2 separate regions of the Mus musculus genome follow, and region 2 is linked to region 1. A link is a contact called in public promoter capture Hi-C data. All regions are on one chromosome and are shown on one strand. Each heading gives the region's core, a stretch centred on a gene start, on an enhancer-like site or on the middle of the called end of the contact. The rest is flanking DNA. Distances are from core to core; before and after follow the strand shown. Region 1 holds the start of Riiad1 (regulatory subunit of type II PKA R-subunit (RIIa) domain containing 1). Region 2 holds the start of Tuft1 (tuftelin 1).

Region 1 (6,399 bases), core at 1,018-3,517:
TTAAGACCACTGGCTGCTCTTTCAGAGGACCCAGGTTCAATTCCCAGCACCTATATCACAACTAACAATCACATGTAACTCCAGTTCCAGGAGACCTTAGGCCCTTTCCTGGCCTCCACAGCAATACACATACATGATACCCAAATATACATGCAGGAAGACACCTATACATATAAAAATAGGGTTAAGAATGGTAGCACATCCCTTTAATTCCAGCTCTTGGAAGGTAGAGGCAGGCAATCTCTGTTCCAGGCCAGCCTGGTCTACATAGCAAGTTCCACCACAGCCAGGGCTACATAGAAAGACAACAAGCCCCCAACAGGTTATTGATTTTACATTGCTATCTTCTTCCTCTTCCTCTTCCTCTTCCTCTTCCTCTTCCTCTTCCTCTTCCTCCTCCTCCTCCTCCTATTCCTCCTCCTCCTCCTCTTCCTCCTCCTCCTCCTCTTCCTCCTCCTCCTCCTCTTCTTCTTCTTCTTCTTCTTCTTCTTCTTCTTCTTCTTCTTCTTCTTCTTCTTCTTCTTCTTCTTCTATCTTCACTATTATGATTTTATTGTGTATGGGGTGAGTGTGCCACAGTGTGTGTGTGAAGGTCAAAGGACTCTCAAGAGTGGATCCTCTAATTCCTTCCTCCTTTACTGGGGTTCGGGGATCAAATTTGGGACTTGAGGTTTATGGGATGTTTTACCCATTGACCATCTTGCTGGCTTGTTTACTGCCTGTTTGTTTTTTGAAACATGATCTCACTATGTAGCCCTGGCTGTCCTGGAACTCGATACACAGACCATACTGGCTTCAAACTCATGAAGACCCTCTTTGCCTCTGCCTCAGGAGTGCTAGGAATAAAGGTGTGTACTTGTTTACTGACTTTTAAATAATTGTGTATTTGTTTATTTGGAGTAGGGTCTCCTGTATCCCAAGCTGGCCTGGAACTCACTATGTAGCCCAAGATAAACTTCTGGTCTTCCAGCCTCCACTTTCCAAGTCCTTGAGGTTACAGATATAACCCACTGTCTGTGTCTAGCTTGTGAAGTTACTTTGAAAAATAATTTTATGGAGCTGAATGATGGCACACACTTTTGATCCCCACACTTAGGAAACAGACACAGGCAGAGAGCTCTTGTGAGTTCGAGGCCAGCTTGGTCTGTGCAGTGAGTTCTAGGCCAGTCAGGGCTACAGCGAGACCTTATTTTGATTAGAGATCATCTTAAAGGACTGGGGAGATGGAAGTCCTGAGTCAAAAGCGTCAGCACTCTCGTAAAATGCTGGGTGCTGTCTTGAGTCTGTGCTTCCCTCGCTGGGGCAGCGGAGAATGTGGACATCTGTGGACTCCTGCACCCCAGGCCTTCCTGGCCAGTCACTGAGCTCCAGGCTCAGTGTAAGGTCAAATAGTGCGTGACTAACACGGGGTGAGGACCTCTTGTTTCTACATATGTGCACAGCACACACATGCACATGTGCACAACACAACACACACACACATGTGCACAGAAAGATTTTATTTAACCTACTATTTTCAAAACACTATTTGAACATGCAATGCATATAAAGTTATTGAAACAGTTTGCATTATTTTCTTCCATTAAGTCTTCAGGATCCAGAGTGCATGTTAAATGTCTGGCATATCTAACATAGCCGCATTTCAAGCATTTGGGAACTGAGAGACTGTGCCAGACACACTAGCTACAAGTCTATATGGATTTTATCTTAGTCTCTCCCTCCAACAGAAACTATCACCCTTTAGTAACCTCTGCTCTTGCTGGTGAAACAGTGCTTCTGGCAGATGGCAGCTTATCTCCCTCACTATTAACTCGATCGCCTAAAAAAAAAACAGATAAACAATCCAAACGATTGCTAACCCATATGGGCCTCTAGGAAGAGGCTTATAGCCACAGTCTGATTCACCTGCTTATGGGCTTGGGATTGTTAACGCTGTTTCTGTTTCTGCTGCTCTGGTGGAGGCCTTCAGATCACAGAGAGATCCCTCCTTGACATATCATTTAGCTGTTTTCTCATGCTGTGTCTTGGCTTGGGCATGGGGCAGGATTGGGGGTGGGGATTGTTCATGAATCCCAAACTCCTCTGATGCCTCTCTGAAGGTCTCTGCTGGGCACCATATTTCTGAACAGGGAAAGCTTGTGTGTGTGTGTGTGTGTGTGTGTGTGTGTGTGTGTGTGTGTGTGTGTTGACAGACAGGCTCCTGCCCTTTCCAGGCAACTATTTTAAGAACTGTGGTTTTATGTTTCATTTACCCTTCTAAATAGATACTAGAAAAACAAATCTTGCAGCCAATTAGTTTCCTTTCCTTTTTAAATTCAGTTGAAAGTGAGAGAAATAATTTACAATTTATGAGGAGCCTAAGGTGAAGAGAAAATTAATCTACCCGAGGAAGTCATTCCAAGAAGGGAACTTCCGCCCGAGTACCACCCAGGTCCCGCAGTCTGAGTTTGAGAATTACAGAGCTTGGATCCCACCATGCTCTGGGGTGATTTCATATTTTAGGAATCCAGGACTTCAATATCTACTGTCTGTCTACAGAACAGATGGAATGCTCGGCTTCTGCGCCAGAGGGAAGAGAAGAAGCCTGGATTTCTTTCGGCAAGCACAGTCAGTGCCTGCCCAAGTTGGGAGCTGGGTTCTGGGGGACCCTGAGCTAGGAACCTCTTCAGTGGTTTTCCTCTAGCTAAGAAAATGCACGATTTGAGGTCGGGCGAGTGGGATCAAGAAGAAAGGCTCATTTCATATACAATTCAGCTCAGTCTTTAAGTCTGAGAAAAGTACTCCCCTGAAGTCTCCAAGTCCAAGTTGATTTAGCTAGATTGCCCTTGCTTCCCTCGGTGCGACTAGGCCTTCCTTGCCTGGAAAGGATTGGTTTTATAAAGGGGCGGGGCGGGCAGCGGGGCGGGTCTTTGTTACTGGGCGGCTTGTCGCCTAGACAACCGAGTGTGCTTGATGGAGACCAGAGGCCATGGGATAGTGGGGCCGGATCCCGGAACGCTGAACCCGGAGCAACTGGAGCAGTTGCGAGATTTCAAGGTGCGTGAGTCGGCGTCGCCTAAAACCCGTTTCTATCAAAGTGAAGCTCCTCAAGTCTGAGGTCCATTAAACAGGGAGGAAGGTCCCGAGAAAGGGGAACGGGGCACGGGGCCTGTTCCCCCAGCTAAGTGCCAGAGGACTAGATGGAGTGACCGTGAACCCAACCCTCCAGGCACTTGAAAGTGCAAGGCGAACCAGATAGGGGTCTGGCCAGAGAAGCGACAGTGGGTGTAGCTTAGTTGGCAGAGTGCTTGCCTCGCATGCACAGACCACTGGGTTTCAATCCCCTTCACCTCATCCCCACCTGCATTAACTAGCACGCCCTAGGTAGCGGCAAGAGGATCTAGAGTTCAAGGCCAACTTCAGCAAGTTCCAGCCCAGCCCAGGCAATATGAATTTCTTCCAGAAGAGAAAAGAAATGAGGTTACCTCAAGAGAAAATCCGAAGACAGCTTTCAAGCACTCTAGGAAAAGACCTGGCTTATGTTCACTCCCCCGCACCCCACACAACTTAACGTGTCCTTTGAGGGTTGAATCCTGGAGCTGTCTCACTAGATCTTGACTCCTGGTTGTTGCTCCCCAGATCCAGACTCGGATCGCAAATGAAAAGTACTTGAGAACCCACAAAGAGGTGTCTCTGCTCATCAGCGGCTTCTTCAGGTAGGTGGCTTGACAGGCTGGCATTGGGGAGCTAGTAAGAACTTTACAAAGGTGGCTGGGAATAGATGAATGGATTACTATGTGTGCCTCTTTCTTTAGACAAACTTTTTTTTTTTTAAGATTTATTTATTATCTAAGTACACTGTAGCTGTCTACAGACGCACCAGAAGAGGGCGTCAGATCTCATTATGGATGGTTGTGAGCCACCATGTGGTTGCTAGGATTTGAACTCAGGACCTTCGGAAGAGCAGTTGGTGTTCTTAACCACTGGGCCATCTCTCCAGCCCTAGACAAACTCTTAAAGCCACACAGGGAGAACCTTCAGTTTGAGGCCAGCCTGAGCTACACAGTGAAACCCAGACTCAAAACTGTTCCTTTTCCTTTGATTTATTTATTGATTTTTAAAAACAGAGTCTCATATAGCCCAGAGTGGCTTCGAACACAAACTCATTATGTAGCATAGGCTAACCTTAAACTTGTGATGATTCTTTCGACCACACCATCCCAGGGCATCTTGGTTTTGACCTCTTAAAAGTTAGAGAATTAAAAAAAAAAAAAAAAAGTCAGAGAATTCCCAAGAGTCAACCGTTTGTAACTCCGACACTTGTGAGTTTTCTTCAGTTATCTCTACACTCTTTAAAACCATAATGTTAATTTGCTTCACCTGTAAAGACAAACATACATTGCATGTCCCTGGGAGAGCGTATGTGGCATTGGGGAGCAGCAGGCAGGCATCAGTGTAAAACACTGTTCTCTCCCACAGGAGGATAGGGTTCCAATAGTGCTCCTTTGCCTACCTGGGAACACTGTAGAAAAATGCCAAGGAGCCAAGGTATGGGCTCCAGCCAGTAACCGCAGCACTTGGGGAGAGGATCGCAAGTTCAAGGCCAGCCTGGACTACATTAGTGAGACCTTATTTCTAAAAACCAAAGAGAGAGAGAGAAAGTATCAGGGCAAAGTAATAATATTTTCCAAGTTTGATGGCAATCTCATGGCCCCGAAATTTGGAAGTCAGAGGCAGGAAGATTTGTGTGTTCAAGGCCAGTCTGATGACAGAGTAAAACCCTCTCTCAAAAAGCCAAACATCAATAAAGAAACAAATAAAATTTCCATTTCCCAGGGTGTCCTAGAACAGGCTTCTTCAGGGTATTCCATCTAAATAAATCTGAGAATGCAGAAAGGCCAGGTGGTGAAGGCGTTGGATCTAAGACACTAATCCTCTATTTAATTCCAGCACATGGGGGTCAGAGACAGGTGGATCTCTGTGAGTCTGAGGCCAGCTTGATCTACATAGAGAAGTCCAGCCATGGCTACATAGTGAGACCCTGTCTCAAAATAATCTCCTAATGGGGTAACAGGCAAAGATCTGAGGAATCATGGAGCAATGTGAACGGAAACAAGAGTACTACCTTGAATTCTGTTTGACTCCAGCCAATCAGCAAGGTTAAAGTAATGCTGGTGTCCATTGCTAGGGACTGGTTTGTTTTCTCATGTCGGCAGTCACCAAACTGCATTGTGATGGTGATCAATCTTTGGTTTATGTTACTGGTTTAATGTTCCAAGCTGGTGGTACCATGTGTGCCTCTACGTATTTATACTGTGATGGCATCTTGGTAACATTTGGTGACCCCCTCCCATCCCCCAGTGACACTATAAAAGGGAGGTAATGATGAATCTGAGACAGAGTTTAATTATATAGTCCTGGCTGGCCTGGAACTCACTCTGTAGACCAGGCTGGCCTCAAACTTAGAGATCTGCCCGCCTCTGCCTCCCGAGTGCTGGGGTTAAAGGTGTGCATCATATACCCAGCTCATTATTATTTATTAAAAGCCATTTTATGGGGGCTGGAGAGATGGCTCAGCGGTTATGCCCACTTGTTGCTCTTACACAGGACCTTGGTTTATTTCCCAACGCTCACAGGATGGCTTACAGCCTATAACTCCAGCTCTAGGGGTCCTGACAACTTCTGGCTTCCTTGGGCATCAGAGATACATGTAGTACATCTTCATACATGCAAACAAAACACTCATACACATCAAGTAAAAATAAATCTTAGAAGACGTAGAGGACAGCTTCTGTTGTTTCCGTTTCTGCAAATGACAAGTTAAGCTCAGATGAGAAGTATATTCATTCCTCAGGTTGCCGACCAAGGATCCCACCCCCTGGTTGTTCTCTACGGCACTGCATGCACAGGTGCGCACGGAACTTCTACGGCAGAACCATGGCTTAGCCATGTGTGAAGACCTGGGTTCAAGCCCAAGTCCTGGAGGTTTCCCAGGTCCTGTTGCTTTTCCTTGGATCTTTCTAGTTTTCATATTTTTGCCCATTTCTCCAAGGAGCTTCAGATTCACACAGTAGGCAGGGAAGGGATTAGTGGACACTGAGACCTGGCCTCTGGGAAGGGCAGATGATATTGTGCTAGCTGGGTGCACTGGTGCACACTTTTAATCTCAGCACTCAGAAGGCAGAGAAAGCAGATCTCTGTAAGTTCAAGGTGCCATCTAATCTATATAGTGAGTTCCAGACCAGCCAAGGCTACATACAGGGAACCTGTCTTAAAAAAAAAAAAAAAAAAATTCACAGTCATCTGCCTGTGTCAGATGTGGGGATGATGTTTGCATTTTTTATTCTAAAGGGAAATAAAGAATGAATGGCGTGGCTCCAGTTCTGGGACCTAAGTCTAAGCTGGGTATGGTTCTGGCAG
Region 2 (6,608 bases), core at 449-2,948, 190 kb before region 1:
TTTTTCTGGTTAATTTGAAGGCCTACTCCAAAAGTTTTTTTTTCTTTTCTCTCTTTTTTTTAACGTGTGTGTGTGTGTGTGTGTGTGTGTGTGTGTGTGTGTACACATGTGAATACTACATTTGTAGAGGTCAGAAAACAACTTTTGAGATAGAACATCTTTTCTCATTTTCCACAGTGTGAATCCTGGGATTGAACACAAGTGGTCAGGAGGCTTGGCCACAGGCACCTTTCCCTGCCAAGTAGATCCTATTCCAAGAGTCCTTGAAACTGTACATTAAAATGAGGCTTTAGCTCATTTTTTAGAGGTCTCTTGTGGCTGATCAGGCATCTAGGAAACAGACTACTTGTAGTAGAACCATCCTGTCCTAAGAAGCTCTGGGAATAGCTTATACAGAGTGCTGTATGAGTTACTTGTCTGCTGCTGTAATAGAAAACAACAGTCAAGACAGGTTAAATAAAGAGGTGTGTATTTGAGCCTACAGTTCCAGAGGGGTAAGAGGTCATCGCCATCATGGTAGAAAGGTGATAGCTGAGATCTCAAACCACAAGCAGGAAGCAGAGAGCAAAGTAGGAATGGTGGGAGTCTTTGAACTCTCAAAGCCTGCCCCAGTGACTTGGTTGTCCAGCGAAACTACATTTCCGCAATCCCCCAATTAGTACCTCCAACTGGAAACCAGGTATTCAAATGACCGAGCCTGGTGGGGGGGGGGGGGGCTTTCCCAGTCAAAGAACCACAAATGCCTTTTTTGAGGATAGAGAAAGGACCAGAATTGAGTTTTTCTCCTATTCTGGTCACTGATGTCCCTAGTGATTATCTTCCAGGTATAGACAGAGCTTTGTATCCATTCATCACTGGCAAGTGACTCAGAGTCCAGTCTAGTCCCCGCCCACCTCGTTTCCCCACACCCACCCTAACACTTTAAGGACCTAGATGTTCACCAAAACGAATTGCTACCTCTAGTGGTACTGCCTATTCAATCGGATTAGACCTTACACACCGCGCCTGCTGTCCCTGTGACCATCACACAGTGAGATAGCCTTCTACCAGAGGTCAGCCCTCAAGATCCCAGCCTAAGCTTGGGAAGCAACTGCCTTTGGTGCCACTAAGACTCTTTCTCTAGGGTGCAAATTCCTTTTAAGGTCATGTGTCCCGCCTCTCCCTACCATATAAGTCTAGTTTCTGCAAAGCAAGCCCCACCCAGAGCTTAGCTGGCTTTGACTTCGACCTGGGCTACTTGCCAGGAAAAAGCACCTGCCAGACTGGCTTAGACTAGTCCGAGTGAGCTGGTCTTTGGTGCCTGCCTTTCTACCTGTGTGGTAGAACTCTGAGGAAAGATGTACTCAGCTCTAAAAAGCCTACAGGCTGGCTTACATTTCAGGAAAGACCACAGAAGCTTGTGCAAGCCCCAACTCAGACGACCAGACCGATTCTTTCCCGCACCGAACCTGGAAAACTGAAAGGAAAAAGACCAATGAGATACCACAAGATACCTTGTCGTACCCTTAGTAAAATTCCTAAGCGGTCACCCGACCTTCACTCCCAAGCCTCACCTTTACGTAAATCGTCCATAGCACGGGTAGGCGAGTCCTGAAGCCTCTTGGCACCGCCCACCTCTCGCTTCCGCTCTACCTCATTGATAAATACCGCCCTGGGCGTGGCCCATCTTCAGCCCCGCCCCCGACGCGCCTATACTAGGGGGCGGTTCCGCGCGCGCACCCGCCTGCCGGCCTAGTTTCCCCGGGACCTCGGAGTTGAGGAAGCTCATACGACCTCCGCGTGAAGATGAACGGGACGCGGAACTGGTGTACCTTGGTGGACGTGCACCCGGAGAGCCAGACCGCGGTAGGTCGTCACCTTCACCCCGCCTTCCCACTCAGGCACAGTGGCTTTCCAGCTCCGCCGCTCGCGTGCCTCAGGCTCAGGTAGCCCATTTCACCTGACGCCGGGCTCAGTGCGGTCAGCCCCGCGTCGCTCCGTGGGCTTTTTCCTTTGCCCTGTGGCGGACTGTGGAGTGGGAAGCACAGGACGAAACACTGGCAGCTCCAGGGCTGGGGAGGTCCTGTCCTTGGCGCGGACACTGTAGCCCCGGCTCGGGCATGGGGCGCGTTACTCAGGCGTCTCGTGGGCAGCTAGATTGGGTCGTGGAAGACGCTCGAGGGACCGGATCCCTGCGCTGTTTCGGACGTTGCGCCGGCCCAGGTGGGTTACGCCTTTTCGCGTTTCCCGATGGCCTCAGAACCCCTTCAAAGACTTCTGTGATGGCGATCCTTTTACTAGGAAAGGGGGCAGAGGGTCGAATCCTAGGAGAGAGGGGAGAGCATGAGTGGGCGGGATAGGTCTCAGACAACTACGGAATTGGTACCAGATTCTACCTTTCGCCCAGAGGATTTATGGAGCTCTCCGCTCGACGGTCACCTCTTTTGGATTTCTCCTTTTTTTTTTTTTTTAAATCTTGCTTTTCTGGTCCCCAACCCCCTTTCAGCCAGCCAGTAGCTTCCTTGGTTTTGCTTTCATGTCCAGATGCCAAGTCCCTGTAGGGGAATAAGGGGATGCTGCGGAACTCCAGTGGAGAACTGAACCCACCTGGAGTGGGTTAGGGAGAGAGAGGGGGCATTCTCCAGTGCAATCCAGTCTGCCCTGCTCCCTTTATGCCCTCCTCACTCCCTCACTCCCTTTATGCCACCCTCAACTGACCACATATTTTTTTTTCTCTCCAGAGGGAAAGGCCTGTAATTTGATGCTGCATGTTTCTAGTCGTTGCTGGGGGATCCAAATACTCCATAGATCTGTGCTAATTAATTTATTTCCAAGTTGTTGTGGAGAATGAAATGAGAGCCAAAGTGATGGGGAGTTTGCGCCCCCACCCCCCCCATCTGATTCCTATGCGCCTGCCTGTCTCAGCATGTCCTTGAGGCAAAGCTAACCCAGCTACAGCTGGATTATGGCTCTTCAAAGAATTGTTGTAGAATGGGTGCTCATTTGAAGTTCAGAGTACAGCTGATCATTGAAGTCTGTTCACTGTCTCCTTCGACATTTTTGCCTAGAAATATGGAGGTTTCTTTCACATTACAAGTTTTGACATTGCCCAAAGCCCAGCCCACCCCCCAGCCTACCCCAGGTAAGAGAGGTTGACCAAATCAGATAAACAAAACCAAAGTCCAGCCAACAACTAGTCATATCCTATTGTCCCAGCCTCAAGTGCTCCATGCTCTTGGTGCTTTGGAATGGTTGAGTCAGGGAAAGAACATGGAATGAATAAAAGGGGTCATGGGCTTTAAAAAAAAAGAAAGAGGAAGAAGAATCATTTATTGTATTTTTATGCATACACTGTAGCTGTCCTCAAACACATCAGAAGAAGGCGTCAGATCCCATTACATATGGTTGTAAGCCACCATGTGTTTGCTGGGAATTGAACTCAGAACCTCTGGAAGAGCAGACAGTTCTCTTAACCACTGAGCCATCTCTCTAGACCCATGAGCTTCTTTTAGACGTAGAAAAAAGACCCACCTCATATAGAAGAAGGATCTTTAAAACCACAATCCTGGCAGTACAGAGAAGGATATGTCACCCGTTGCTGTCCCTTGATGCTTTTCTTTCTTGTTTGTTGGGACAGAAAGCAGAGGTAGAAAATAGCAATATGTCAGAGGGGAGACAGACTAGACTTGTGACTTATTTTATGGCTGGGCGGTGGTGGCGCACACCTTTAATCCCAGCACTTGGGAGGCAGAGGCAGGTGGATTTCTGAGTTTGAGGCCAGCCTGGTCTACAGAGTGAGTTCCAGGACAGCCAAGGCTACACAGAGAAACCATGTCTTGGGAAAAAAACAAAAGAGGGAGATAGAGAGACTTATTTTATTATAAAGCCAGGAGTGAAATAACCCTTGCCTGGTTTACTCTTGGAGACATTCCTGGGCTCATGAGGAAGGGCAGAGAGTAAACAATCAGTCAGTCAGGAGGCAGGCTTTGTCCTGGATTCTTCTCCTCTGAGCCAACCTGTAAATAAAATTTATGGCTCTGGACAGTCCCTGGGAACCTGTCATGTCGTCAGTCATGTACTCATACCATTGAGCATGCTCAGTGAGGGTGCAAAAGCTGTGAGCAAGGAAACGATTCAACTGATTTATGTGGTGCTGGGAGTTGAACCCAGGTCTTTGGCCACACCAGACAAGCATTTGTCTAACTGAGCTACATCCCCAACTCTATCTTTGTTTATTGGGAGTGCCTTTTTCTTCCGTAATCAGCTGTTTTTATTCCTGTTACTAAGAAACAAACAAAAACATAGTGGAAAAGCTGGGCATAGTGGTAAAAGCCTTTAATCCCAGAACTTGGAGGGCAGAAGTTGATGGATCTCTGTGAGTTTGAGGCTAGCCTGGTCTACATAGTAAATTTCGGGCCAGCCATGACTACATAGGAAGACTTTATTTCAAAACAAAAACCTTAGTGGAGGAGAAATAGCATTTAAAAAAAATAATAACTAACATGCCAGAGCGATGGCGAGGATAGTCTTTCTGACAAAAGCTTTGTGTCAGCTGTATGTATGTTTAATGGGATTAAAGGTGCAAACCACCTTATCTGGTTGTAAAGTGTATTTTAATGTCAAAAGTATTTGTTTAAAAGTGACATTGGTAAGTTATTGGCATATAAAGTACAAATAAATCTCAAACCCATTAGACAATCCTGTTACCTTCCTTTGGCTAAAGTAAACAGCAGAAAGTAACCTAGCTAGCTAAAGAGGAGTTTACTAGAAGGAAAAGATCAGGGCCTAGAAGTTAAAGGAAAGCTTCAATTAAAAGGTCCGAACCGAGGCAGTCCAGGACAGTAATGTGGATGATCCCTGCTTCTGGATGATTCTGGCCAGTTCAGGTCATTTTGCCATCCTTCTGAGATTCCAGGGAAAGGGGCCATTGTCCCCTGAGATTATCCTTAAGTAGGAATGGGCAGGGGTCCTTGATTGGCAGGGTTAGAAGATTGTCTAGTGAAGGATGACATGCTCCAGAGCAAAGCCAGATGTCACCAGTGGGGGACCGTGGAGGCAGTGTATAAAGGAGCACATGGCCACATGGAGTCTGCGTGGGTGACCTCTGCCTGCCTTCTCCTTCGCTCCCTCATTTTCTCCCTCCCTTTGACTTTTTAAATGGAAAGAATATATGTTAGAGGGATAGAGAGATGGCCCAGTCGTTCTAGGCACTAGGTACTGTTACAGAGAGACCCTGGTATGATTTTCTGCATCCACATAGTAGCTAACAACCATCCACAATTTCAGTTCCAGGAGATCAGGTGCCCTTTTTAAGCCTCCATTGGCACCAAGCTTGTATGTGGTATACATACATAAATGTGCCGTACATATTAAATAAATAAATAATATAATGGAAAGAATACTTGTACATAGTGTGTATTTATTTTTTGGCATTTTGAGACAAGATCTCCTGTACCCTAAGCTAACATTAAACTCCTGCTCCCTCTCTACCTCCCAAGTGCTCAGATTTCAGCATGGGCCACCATGCCACATCACATCCTGCTCTTGTACATGATTTTAAAAACAAAACTAATATCAAATGTTTTTTGAAGGAATGTATGTGTTCTCTACTTCTAAGTTCTGCTACATGGAAGTGGCCACTTTGAAATCTTGGCTGTTTGTTCTGGTGCAAACCTCTGTTTCTAAATAAAATACTTATAGTAGCGTGTTTCTTTTCTCTTTTGAAAATTGCAGTTGTTTACTTGGGGGCAGTAGCACAGGCATGCCACGCACATGTGTACAAGTCAAAAGACACGCCAGGGAAGTCCATTCTCTCCTACCATGTGGGTCTTGGCATCAGGTCTAGCAGCAGACACCTTTTTGCTGCTCCATTTAGTTAGCTCCCATTCCTCTCCTTCCTCTCCTCCCCTTTTCTTCAGTTCTTGTATTGAGGCTGCCTCACACCCAATGTTGATATCTTTAAACTTCTGATTTTCCTGCCTTCTCCTGATTCCTAAGGTTGCAACCATATGACAATGTGGCTGATTTATGTGGTGCTGCGGGTCAAAACTAGAACTTTGGGCATGGCAGGCAAGCCTCTAATTGAGCTATACCCCAGCCCAGTCCACACCTATTCTCCACTGGGGAAACAGGAAGCATGGAGAATTGAATCTGGGGCCTCATGCATGCTAAGGAGGTGTTCTACTGCAGAGCTGTGCCTTCTGTTTTAGCTTTGTTTTTGTCAGTTCTAGGCAGTCATTGGCTCCTATTGTAGGAATTAGAGGGAGGTTAATATCCCCCCCCTTTTTTTTTTACAGATTCCTTTCTTGTGACTGCAGTGTAATCAGAATTTTTAGTTAACCCATGATCCCCATTAATAGGATTGTGCTTGACAGCATGACTCTGGGGCTGTTAGGTTGCTTGCCTGGCATCCACTAGCCCTGGATTGGATCAGACTGTGCACATTGGGTGTAGTGGCACATGCCTGTAATCCCGGCAGTCAGATTAGTCAGGGAGTTCAAGGCCAGTGTGGGATACATGAGAACTTGTCTCAAAACAAATTAATAATTAAAAGTAAAGAAAAAAAAGCTGCATAACTCTGTGAGTCTGACTAAATGCTTTGCCAGAGCACTTTGGTAATTAATTTCTTC

What was found. Promoter capture Hi-C pulls out the DNA fragments that hold promoters and counts their contacts.
Region 2: a promoter capture Hi-C map of liver shows a contact between it and region 1, with 3 times the contacts expected there. The contact joins the promoter of Tuft1 here to the promoter of Riiad1 in region 1. A contact is called at or near these places in 9 of 39 promoter capture datasets (the 3T3-L1 cell line, cranial neural crest, embryonic stem cells and 5 more), 4 of 115 datasets of contacts at active chromatin or transcription factors (embryonic limb bud, neural tube, pancreatic cancer cells and 1 more) and 2 of 9 other capture datasets (adipose tissue and pancreatic islet).

The regions. Positions count from the first base shown.
Region 1 is chr3:94,469,459-94,475,857 of GRCm38.p6, reverse strand. Riiad1 (regulatory subunit of type II PKA R-subunit (RIIa) domain containing 1) reads left to right here and starts at 2,267. Exons shown (of 7, transcript NM_025506.2): 1 at 2,267-2,362; 2 at 2,539-2,607; 3 at 2,936-3,036; 4 at 3,619-3,695. The coding sequence starts at 2,544.
Region 2 is chr3:94,653,962-94,660,569 of GRCm38.p6, reverse strand. Tuft1 (tuftelin 1) reads left to right here and starts at 1,698. Exons shown (of 13, transcript NM_011656.3): 1 at 1,698-1,845. The coding sequence starts at 1,786.